Regions from separate parts of the Mus musculus genome. Here region 2 is linked to region 1. The links are chromatin contacts, called in public promoter capture Hi-C maps. All regions are on one chromosome and are shown on one strand. The core of a region is the stretch at or near the end of the contact, and the rest is flanking DNA. Distances in the headings are between cores, read along the strand shown.

Evidence for each region. Promoter capture Hi-C pulls out the DNA fragments that hold promoters and counts their contacts.
Region 2: a contact with region 1 is called in a promoter capture Hi-C map of pre-B cells, with 4 times the contacts expected there. The contact joins the promoter of Map3k15 here to the promoter of Eif1ax in region 1. A contact is called at or near these places in 2 of 39 promoter capture datasets (cranial neural crest and pre-B cells) and 1 of 115 datasets of contacts at active chromatin or transcription factors (memory CD8 T cells).

What each region holds. Positions count from the first base shown.
Region 1 is chrX:159,370,058-159,374,234 of GRCm38.p6, forward strand. It overlaps Eif1ax (eukaryotic translation initiation factor 1A, X-linked), which reads left to right and starts at 2,121. Exons shown (of 7, transcript NM_025437.5): 1 at 2,121-2,358. The coding sequence starts at 2,343.
Region 2 is chrX:159,986,426-159,990,602 of GRCm38.p6, forward strand. It overlaps Map3k15 (mitogen-activated protein kinase kinase kinase 15), which reads left to right and starts at 1,779. Exons shown (of 29, transcript NM_001163085.4): 1 at 1,779-2,380. The coding sequence starts at 2,008.

The DNA.
Region 1 (4,177 bases), core at 871-3,370:
ATCTAGTTGTCCCGGATCATAGAGTAAGAAGTTTTGTAACAATCTGTTTAAACTCAGGTCTCTCTAAACTCCAGAGCCCAATCTTAGAAGCGTTTGGAGTTTCAGCCATTCATGGTAGTTCATTTCTGCAATCTCCACACTGTAGAGATGGAGGAAGACTGGGCTACATAGTGAGACTTGCCCCCCCCCAAAAAAAAAGCCTGTAGGGTGAAAAAATACAAATGAAAAGAGAAAACCAGAACCTTTTGATTCCCCTGTCATTTTTCATTTCTTGAGAGCTGGTCTCACTGTATATGTAAATCAGAAGTTCCTGCCACCTCAGACTTGGAGTGCTGAGTTAAAGGTGTGTGGTAACATGCCCGGTTTCCCCTGTCATCTTTTAATTACACTCTGAGAAATCTATCTGTCGCTGAGTTTCTCGGCAGGGCAGCAGCTGTAGGATGCTTGCCAGCATTTCTGGCCTCTACTCTGGCATCAACATCATTCCTTCCTACCTCCACTCCTGACAACCAGAAATGTCTCCAGACATTGCCAAATGTCTATGGTAGAGAAGTACTGTTGGTTCATTATACCTTATTTCTCTTTCATTTAGTCTCCTTCCCTAGAGAATGTTAAAATGCTAATGTTCCCAAGAGGATCATTTAAAATAAGCTTACCTTTAAATTTCTTTATATTATTGCCAGAATGGAGGGGTAGGTGTGGCTGTCAGAGGACAACTTTATGGAGTTGGTTCTCTCCTTCCACGAGTTCCAGGGACTCAACTCAGCTTGCCTGACTTTCCTGGTACATGCTTTTACCTACTGAGCCATCTTGCTGGCCCCAATAAACCTAGTTTGAAGTGAAGTTAGTTGTTCTGAGAATCTATGCAGTATTCCTTTGCTGGAACCACCAGAATAAAGAATGGGAGAGCGAGTTGTTTAAACATCAAAAATGTACGTTCTCTTGACTGTGTTGTGTGTTTTGTAGTCAGGGTCTTACTATGTAGCCCAGGCTAGCCTGGAACTCACTATGTAGCCCAGCTTTCCCATAGATTTGCAGGAATCCTCTTGCCTCAGTTTCACAGGTGCTAGGATTATAGGCATGAGTACCAGGCCCACCTACTATTTTGCTCAGTTTTGAAGATTCCAAGTCTAAAGTCAAGGTAGAGACAAATCTGGCTTCTTCTGAGGTCTTCATGGCTTGCAGATGATTACGGGCTCAGGAACTGGTTGTTCTTTTTTATGCCTCATTATGCCTAGGTACTAATTGCTTTTGTTTTGGTTTTGGTTTTGAGTTAGGGTCTCACTCTGTAGCCTTGGCTGGCCTGTAACTCATAGTTTACTTTCCTCTGCCTCCACAGTACTGGGATTAAAGGCCTATGTTACCATGCTAACGTCAAGTCTTGGCATCAAGTCTTAAGGATCTCATTTCAATATAGGCTCTTTAATGATCTTATATCCAAACAGAGTAATATACATACAGGTTAGAACTTCAGCATGAATATTGGGAGATTTGGACCCTAACATCGACTTTCTTCCATTCCTTTTATCCTATGTCTGCTGAGCAACCTACCATGTGCAGGCATTCTGTTGAGCATTATAAACAGACTTAGCTACAGTGAGTTAGGGACAAGATTTATTTTTAAGTATCATGCAAATATTCTATTAAAGTTTGGAAGAGGATGGCAGAAGTGCCTTCTCTCCTTCCCCCTTAGATTTCCAGCTTGGTTGGGCTGGTGAAAGGGCCCCATTAAAACTCAACTCTGAGGTTAGTGAGTCAGCACCTTGTCAAGCCTGGGGCTCACTTGGCTAGGAAGCCGAGATGATGCCCAAGCCAGCAGCCTGCACCACCTCAATTTCCCCTCCTCTCCTCCAAGCCTCCACTGTGACGCAGGGCCCGGGCCCCTCCCGCCCGGGCCCCTCCCGCCCCCTTCCGGACGCCGGAGGCCCCACTCCACCTACTGCGTGCCCACTGGCAGCAGTGAACGCCTCCCTGGCAGGCTTCTCCCTAGGCTCCCACCCTAGGACTGCCCCTTGGCCACGCCTGCGCCTTAGAGTCGCGGGAGGCTGGGCTCCGCGGGCGGGCGGGCGGGCGGGCGGGCGGGCGGGGGGGGGGAGGAGGGCGGGGAGGAGGAGGAGGGCGGGGAGAAGCCCCGCCCGCTGCCGCGACGCCATTTGCCACTGCCGAGCGTGGGCACGGGAGGCTCTCGCAAGCACGGGTGACCAGCCTCTCCTGAGCACGCTTCCCGACCTCCCGCACGGTCTTCGTGGCGCGCACTTCTCGGCGTTGCCCGTCGGAGTCACCGCAGTTCCTGCCGCCAGCCTGAGTGCGGTCCCACACGCTGCCAGCCAGTCTTTGCGGCCATGCCCAAGAATAAAGGTAAGGACGCCGCCGCCGGGACCGGGGCTCTGCTCCCCGCCGGCTCCCTGGCGCTGCTCTCGGCCTCGAGGTCAGCCCAGGCCTCAGTGACCTTCCTGCCATCTTTTCTTGCCTCTCCTCGGGCTGCATTCTCTGCGTCCTACTTGGAGCTGGGCAGAAGCGCAGGGAAGTTACTCCTGGCTCCCAGTTTGGCCACATTGGGGTGGAGCCGACGCCATTTTTTTTTGTAGGGCCTCCTGTGTGAGAATATGGGCTCGTGCCCCCGATTCGCGCCACATTGACCGCGGCGCCCGGGGGACTCATGGGAACACCTGCCTCGGACTTCTTGGGCTCCCAACACCTGGGGAGTTAAGCCCTGGGAGCCAATCTGAACTTTGAAAAAGGGTGATGCCTCGCTTGCTTTCGTGCCCATCTGGCACCTCCTCCCTAGGATTTTTTATGGACACTTAGTTGGTACTGGTGAGGCCGCACCCGTGTAGCCAGTGGCCAGTACTTTGATGCATTCGCAAATTTCATCCCTAGAGAATCACTTTGCTCCATAGTTTTACCGGGGCTTAACTTTTTCCACAGAGCCCTTGACCCACATTGAGCCAACTTTTCCACGTTTGCTTCTGATCGTGTATATATTTTGATAAATAAAAAAATGATTACAAATTCTAAGCAGAAGTGCAGCGTTCCTAAGATCATTCTCATTTTTATATATTTACAGTATTTTGTGGTGTTTTTTTTTTTATGGGATCAAATCTATCTTTACCAGCACTCTACCGCTTTGCTTTGCTCTGTCTGTCTCCAGGCTGCCCCGGAACCCTAAACTAACATTGAACTTGGGATTCGCTCGCCTCAGCTTCCCGAGTAGCTGGCATTACAGGCTTGCTATATTCGTTGTCCTCGTAATTTCTCAAAAATATAAAGTACAAAGTAGTGGAAAGCTTTTATTTCCCACAGGAGAGGAACACATTACACAGGATGAACTTGGGTGGGGGGAGGGGCGCACACCTTTACTCCCAGCACTAGGAAGGCAGAGGCAGGTGGATTGCTGAGGTCAATCAGCCTGGTCTACAGAGTGAGTGCCAGGGCTACACAGAGAAGCTCCCTTTTTAGAAAAAAAATAAAAATAAAGCCTTTGGGCAGAAGAGATGAACGCCTTCCTGGTTAAGAGAACCAAAGTTAGGTTCTCACACCCACATAGGGCTGCTCATGACTGCCTGTAACTCCAGCCCCAGGGGATCCAATGCCCTCTTCTGCCTCCCCCACCCCTCCACAATCACGCACACATTTAAAAAAAAACCATAAAAGTCTTTGCTCATTCATCCTTGGGACCTTGTCCCATGTCCACCCACTAGTATTCTCTTCTGCTTGAAAGTTGGTTCCAAGAAGTCAACTTAATTACTCTTTGTGCCTATCACCATTTACATTAGCCCACTGAGTACTTGGTCACAGTTTTGTGACAGATTGATTTAAGAGAGTCTTACAGTCCTTCCCCTAACTCTTCCCACAAATGTAACAGAGGACTGATTTGTCTGCCCTCAGTGGGAGAGAAGATGGTGGGGGTCGGGACTGAGATACACTCTCAGAGGCGGGATGTTGGGGGACAGTCAGGATATAAATAAAAATAATTAATTAATTAAAAAATTAAGTTAGGCCAGAGGAAAAAAGATAGTCTTGCTATGTGGCCCCAGCTGACCTTGAACTTGTCTCCATATCAATGCTAGGCCTCAAAAATGAAGGTTGCCAGTCTTTGTGCAAGGATTGTTGCTGATTGTCTTGGAAAAGGTGTGATTATAAGCATAATATGTTCACACTTTTCAAATTCCTACCT
Region 2 (4,177 bases), core at 529-3,028, 620 kb after region 1:
TTTCCAAGTCCTGCCTGAGTGTTCTCACACATTTCCTCAGAGACACAATGCCACCACTCATAATGTTCCTGATTTCTACTAAGGCTGGAACTAGGGAAGGATTTCTTGTAGCATTTCCATGGATATTTTCACTATCTTTTTATTTGGGGGGGGGGGGGGTTGAGCCATAGCACTGGTGAGGTGGAGCCAGGCAGGCTCTTTGGGCAGTCAGACCAGCCTACTTGGTGAGTTCCCGGCCAGAGAGAGAACCTGTCTCAAAGCCAAATTGGATGGTGTGGATGGCGCCTGCCATATACCACCCAGAGTCTTCTGGCCTCCACACGAATGCGTGCATGCACTTGCATGGACAAAACAAAACAATTAAAAAGTTGGCAAATGGCCTAGATAGATAATATTCCAAAGAAGTTACATGAATGAGACAGGAGTGTAGAACAAGATGCTGATCACCTTTAGCCAACAGGGAATTGCAACTCGAAATCAGAATGAGTTCTAGTACCCACTAGGAGCTGTAATGAAGAAAGAGACAGTCACAAGTGTTGCTGGGGTTATAGAGGAAATGGAACACTTCTACACTTCCATGGGAATGCGAAATGATGCAACCACTTTGGAAAGCAGTGAATTTCTTCAAAGGTTAAACATATCCTTCATGCAACCCAGACATTCTCCTCTTAGCACTGAATACAAAGCAAATGAAAACCCATTTTCACACTTTGATTCCATCCAGTATAGGAAATGTACAGACAAGGCAAATAGAGAGCCAGGGCTGATGGTTTGCTAAGGGCTGGTTATTTCAGAGGACGGAATAAAAAGTGATTTCTAAAAGGTAGTGGGGGTGCAGGTGGGGTGGGTAGTGGAGTGTTCAGGCATTCTAAAAGTTGTCGTGATGGACACAGAACTGGGACTACACTAAAGATCCAGCCAGCCATTTTGTTCTAGGTGGTTTGTAAATTATACCTAGAAGCAGCTGTTAAAAAGACAACTCCACCACCACATGACAACTTGTAGTGCATTTTATTGTTTAAATATAATGTAATGCTGGAGACTAAAATGGTGAGCTGCAGAGATGCAGTGGAGACCTCTTTGGAGCCTTAGTATTTCAGAGGTCAGGTAGGCAGCGCACTTTTACGGGAGTGTATTTCCCAGGCAAACAAATGTTGGCTTGCCAGCACCCTCCCCATACCTTGTCAAGGTCACTACCAAAGTCAAGACAAATAAGGCTGCAAGACAGGGCTCAGGGAGGTTATGTCCTGGACAGTGGCGAGTGCCAAATGAGGCATTGCTCATCCTCCTGATGTAGAGTTAAAGCTGCATGTGCACTTAGTTTGGAACTGATTATCAATATCCAATTAGTGCCTTGAAAGTCTACTGTGGTTGAAAGCTTCAACTTGTTTGGTGGGCAGGCGTGGGGGCGGGGAAAAATGATGAAAGAAAAAAAAAGAGGGGGAGGAAAGATAGAGAAAGGGAGGGAGGAAGGAATGAAGGAAGGAAGGAAGAAAGGGAGGAAGTCAGGGAGGGAGGAAAGAAGGAAAGAACGAAGGAAGGAAAAAAGGAAGGAAGCCAAGGAAACGAGTTTGTAACAGTAGTTCAAAGGAAGAACGAGGGGAGGACCCAAGGAGAGCCAAATCGAGCTGAGCCCTGCAATCCTCGCCTCGGCCGGCGTCCGGGCTGGGGGCGCTGCGCGGGGGAGCCGGCAGGGGGCGCCCTTGGCGTTGCTGCCCCGAGGCTCTCGGCAGCGCCCCCTCCGCCCGTCCTGACGTCGGAGCCCCCGCCTCTTTCTCGCGGGCTTTCAAAGGGCGCTCGGGGCAAGCCGGCCCTGAGCTCCGCTCCGCCGGCCGCCGGAGAACCCGTGGTCACCTGCCCGCCCCGGCCTCTGCGCCCGCCCCCTGCTCCGGCTCCCTGCGGCCGCCGTCCGTCCTCCGGTCCGCCCGTCCGTCATCCGCCTGTGCAGCAGGTGTCTCGGGGAAGAGCACCTGGGCTTCGAAGCCGCCAGCCCCGCGGGCCAGTCACATGGAGGGCGGCGGCGGCAGCGGCGGCGGCGGCGGGCCAGTCCCTGCCGAGGCTCCGGAGGAAGCCGGCGAGCCGCCCCAGGGCAGGCTGCCCCCGGGGCCCGAGGGCGCGGCGGGGCTGGCGGAGCCCGAGAGCACGGGGGACGCGGCGGGCGGCGAGGCCGAGGGCGGGCGCGGGCCACGCCGGGCTCTGCGGGCTGTCTACGTGCGCAGCGAAAGTTCGCAGGGGGCAGCCGCCGGCGGCGGCCCCGAGGCCGGGGCGCTCAAGTGCCTGCTTCGGGCTTGCGAAGCCGAGGGCGCCCACCTCACCTCCGTCCCCTTCGGGGAGCTCGACTTCGGGGAGACGGCCGTGCTCGATGCCTTCTACGATGCAGGTGAGGGCTGGGGCCACCCTTGGCTTCCCATGGCCTTCTCACAAGCCCTGCCACCCCTCCACTCTCTCCCCCTGGCTCTCTCCTCCAGTTCCCCCTCCATCCTGCCATCGGTGATGCTCAGGACCAATCTCTTACCTCCTGGACAGTGTAGAACAAGGAAGGAGCCCTTGGACAGATAAAGAGTGACCATAGGCACTTAGACCCATTTCATCATTTATTTTTCTTTTAATAATAGCCAACAACCCAAGAAACACACTATCGCCTAAGATGGCGGTTCTCCCCCCACAGGGGTCTCCTATCAGATAGTTACTTTGTAATTCATAACAAGTAAAATTATAGTTATAAAGTAGCAACGAAATAACCTTCTGCTTGGGGGGTCACCACAACAAGAGAAACTGTATTAAACCATTAGGAAGGTTGAGCGCCACCAACAAGATGTTGAGTCCGTCCTCCAGTTTGTTTTCTTCTGACATATATCCCTAATGCAGGCTGGTTATTATAGTCATCTGGGATAGCTGTTAAAACTAATTAACTTAAGACAGATCACTCATCTAATCCCAGGAAACAGAGGTGGGAGGATTGCAAATTCAAGGCCAGCCTCTGGGACATATGGAGTTTGGGGCCAGCCTAGGCTACAAAGTGAGACTCTCCCTCAAACAAACAAACAAATCCTATCTATTTTAGACCAATGACACCCAACGTGAGGCCTTCAGAGTGTTTTAATTCTTACAGGGGAGTCCATCCTACAACCAGAGAGTGGCAAGTTACTGCCTGACAAGCATGGTGTTGTGTAATCTACGGCTATGTGATGTTTTAATCTCTTAATGTAAACCATTGCTAGATGCAGGCTCGCTGTGCTGAGTGTGACCTAACCATCCGGTTTTCAAGTTTCTTCCATTGCTTTTCTTACTTAACCTTTGGGGATAAATCTGTGGACCCTGGATGATATTCATCAGCATTGTATGTGACACAGTAATGACCAGGGAATGTTTGTGCCTTAAGTTTTTCCACTGGTTAAGTGGAAGTAACAGTGTCTAACTTAAACCTGAAAGCATATGAGCTTTGGGAGTTGTTTTCAAAGTGTTCATGGTATGCTGTCTTGTAGCAGGTTGGGTGTCTAAGTTGTGTTAATAAAACTCGGTGCTTTTGCATGTTTGGTAAGTTCTACCAACCCGTACCCCATAAAGGCCAATCAATTCAGTTCCTTGTTTATTGGAGGCAGCCCTGGGTGTAAGGGTTTTTTGTTTTGTTTTGTTTTATTTTCTACAGCAAATGGCCAAACCCACCCCCATCTGGAAAGAGATGGGGCATCAGGCTTGTTCAAACAAGTGGCAGCTGGCCCCAGTGCGCACACTCTCTTGACATTTCTGACCATGCTGAGTATGCTCTTGAGCACCACGTCTTTTCAGAGAAATTATTCAGGAGCCCACTTCACCTAGAACTACTCCGGTTTTCTCAGCTTCTATTCAGTCTGCTCCCAAATGGAGTTGGAACAGAGTATCTGAAAAGTGAGCTGTTCATTGGGCCACCAGGCACAACTCTGCCTTCTTGCCTGCTGACAGTAAGATGGAACATTTGTATGCAGCGCCTTTGCCTTTCCGAGCCTCATTGGCGTGTGTTCATATGTGTGGCACAGATTCCCCTGCTGTGCACGCTCCTTTGAGAAGCCTACGTATCACTGCTCAAACCCAGGCACCCAGAGCAGCACATTTGCTCACTCTGGCTTTCGATGGTTTGCACCATGAATCCCCTTTGGTCAGTTTTGCCCTTTGGGATAATTTCTATCAATGTGACTGC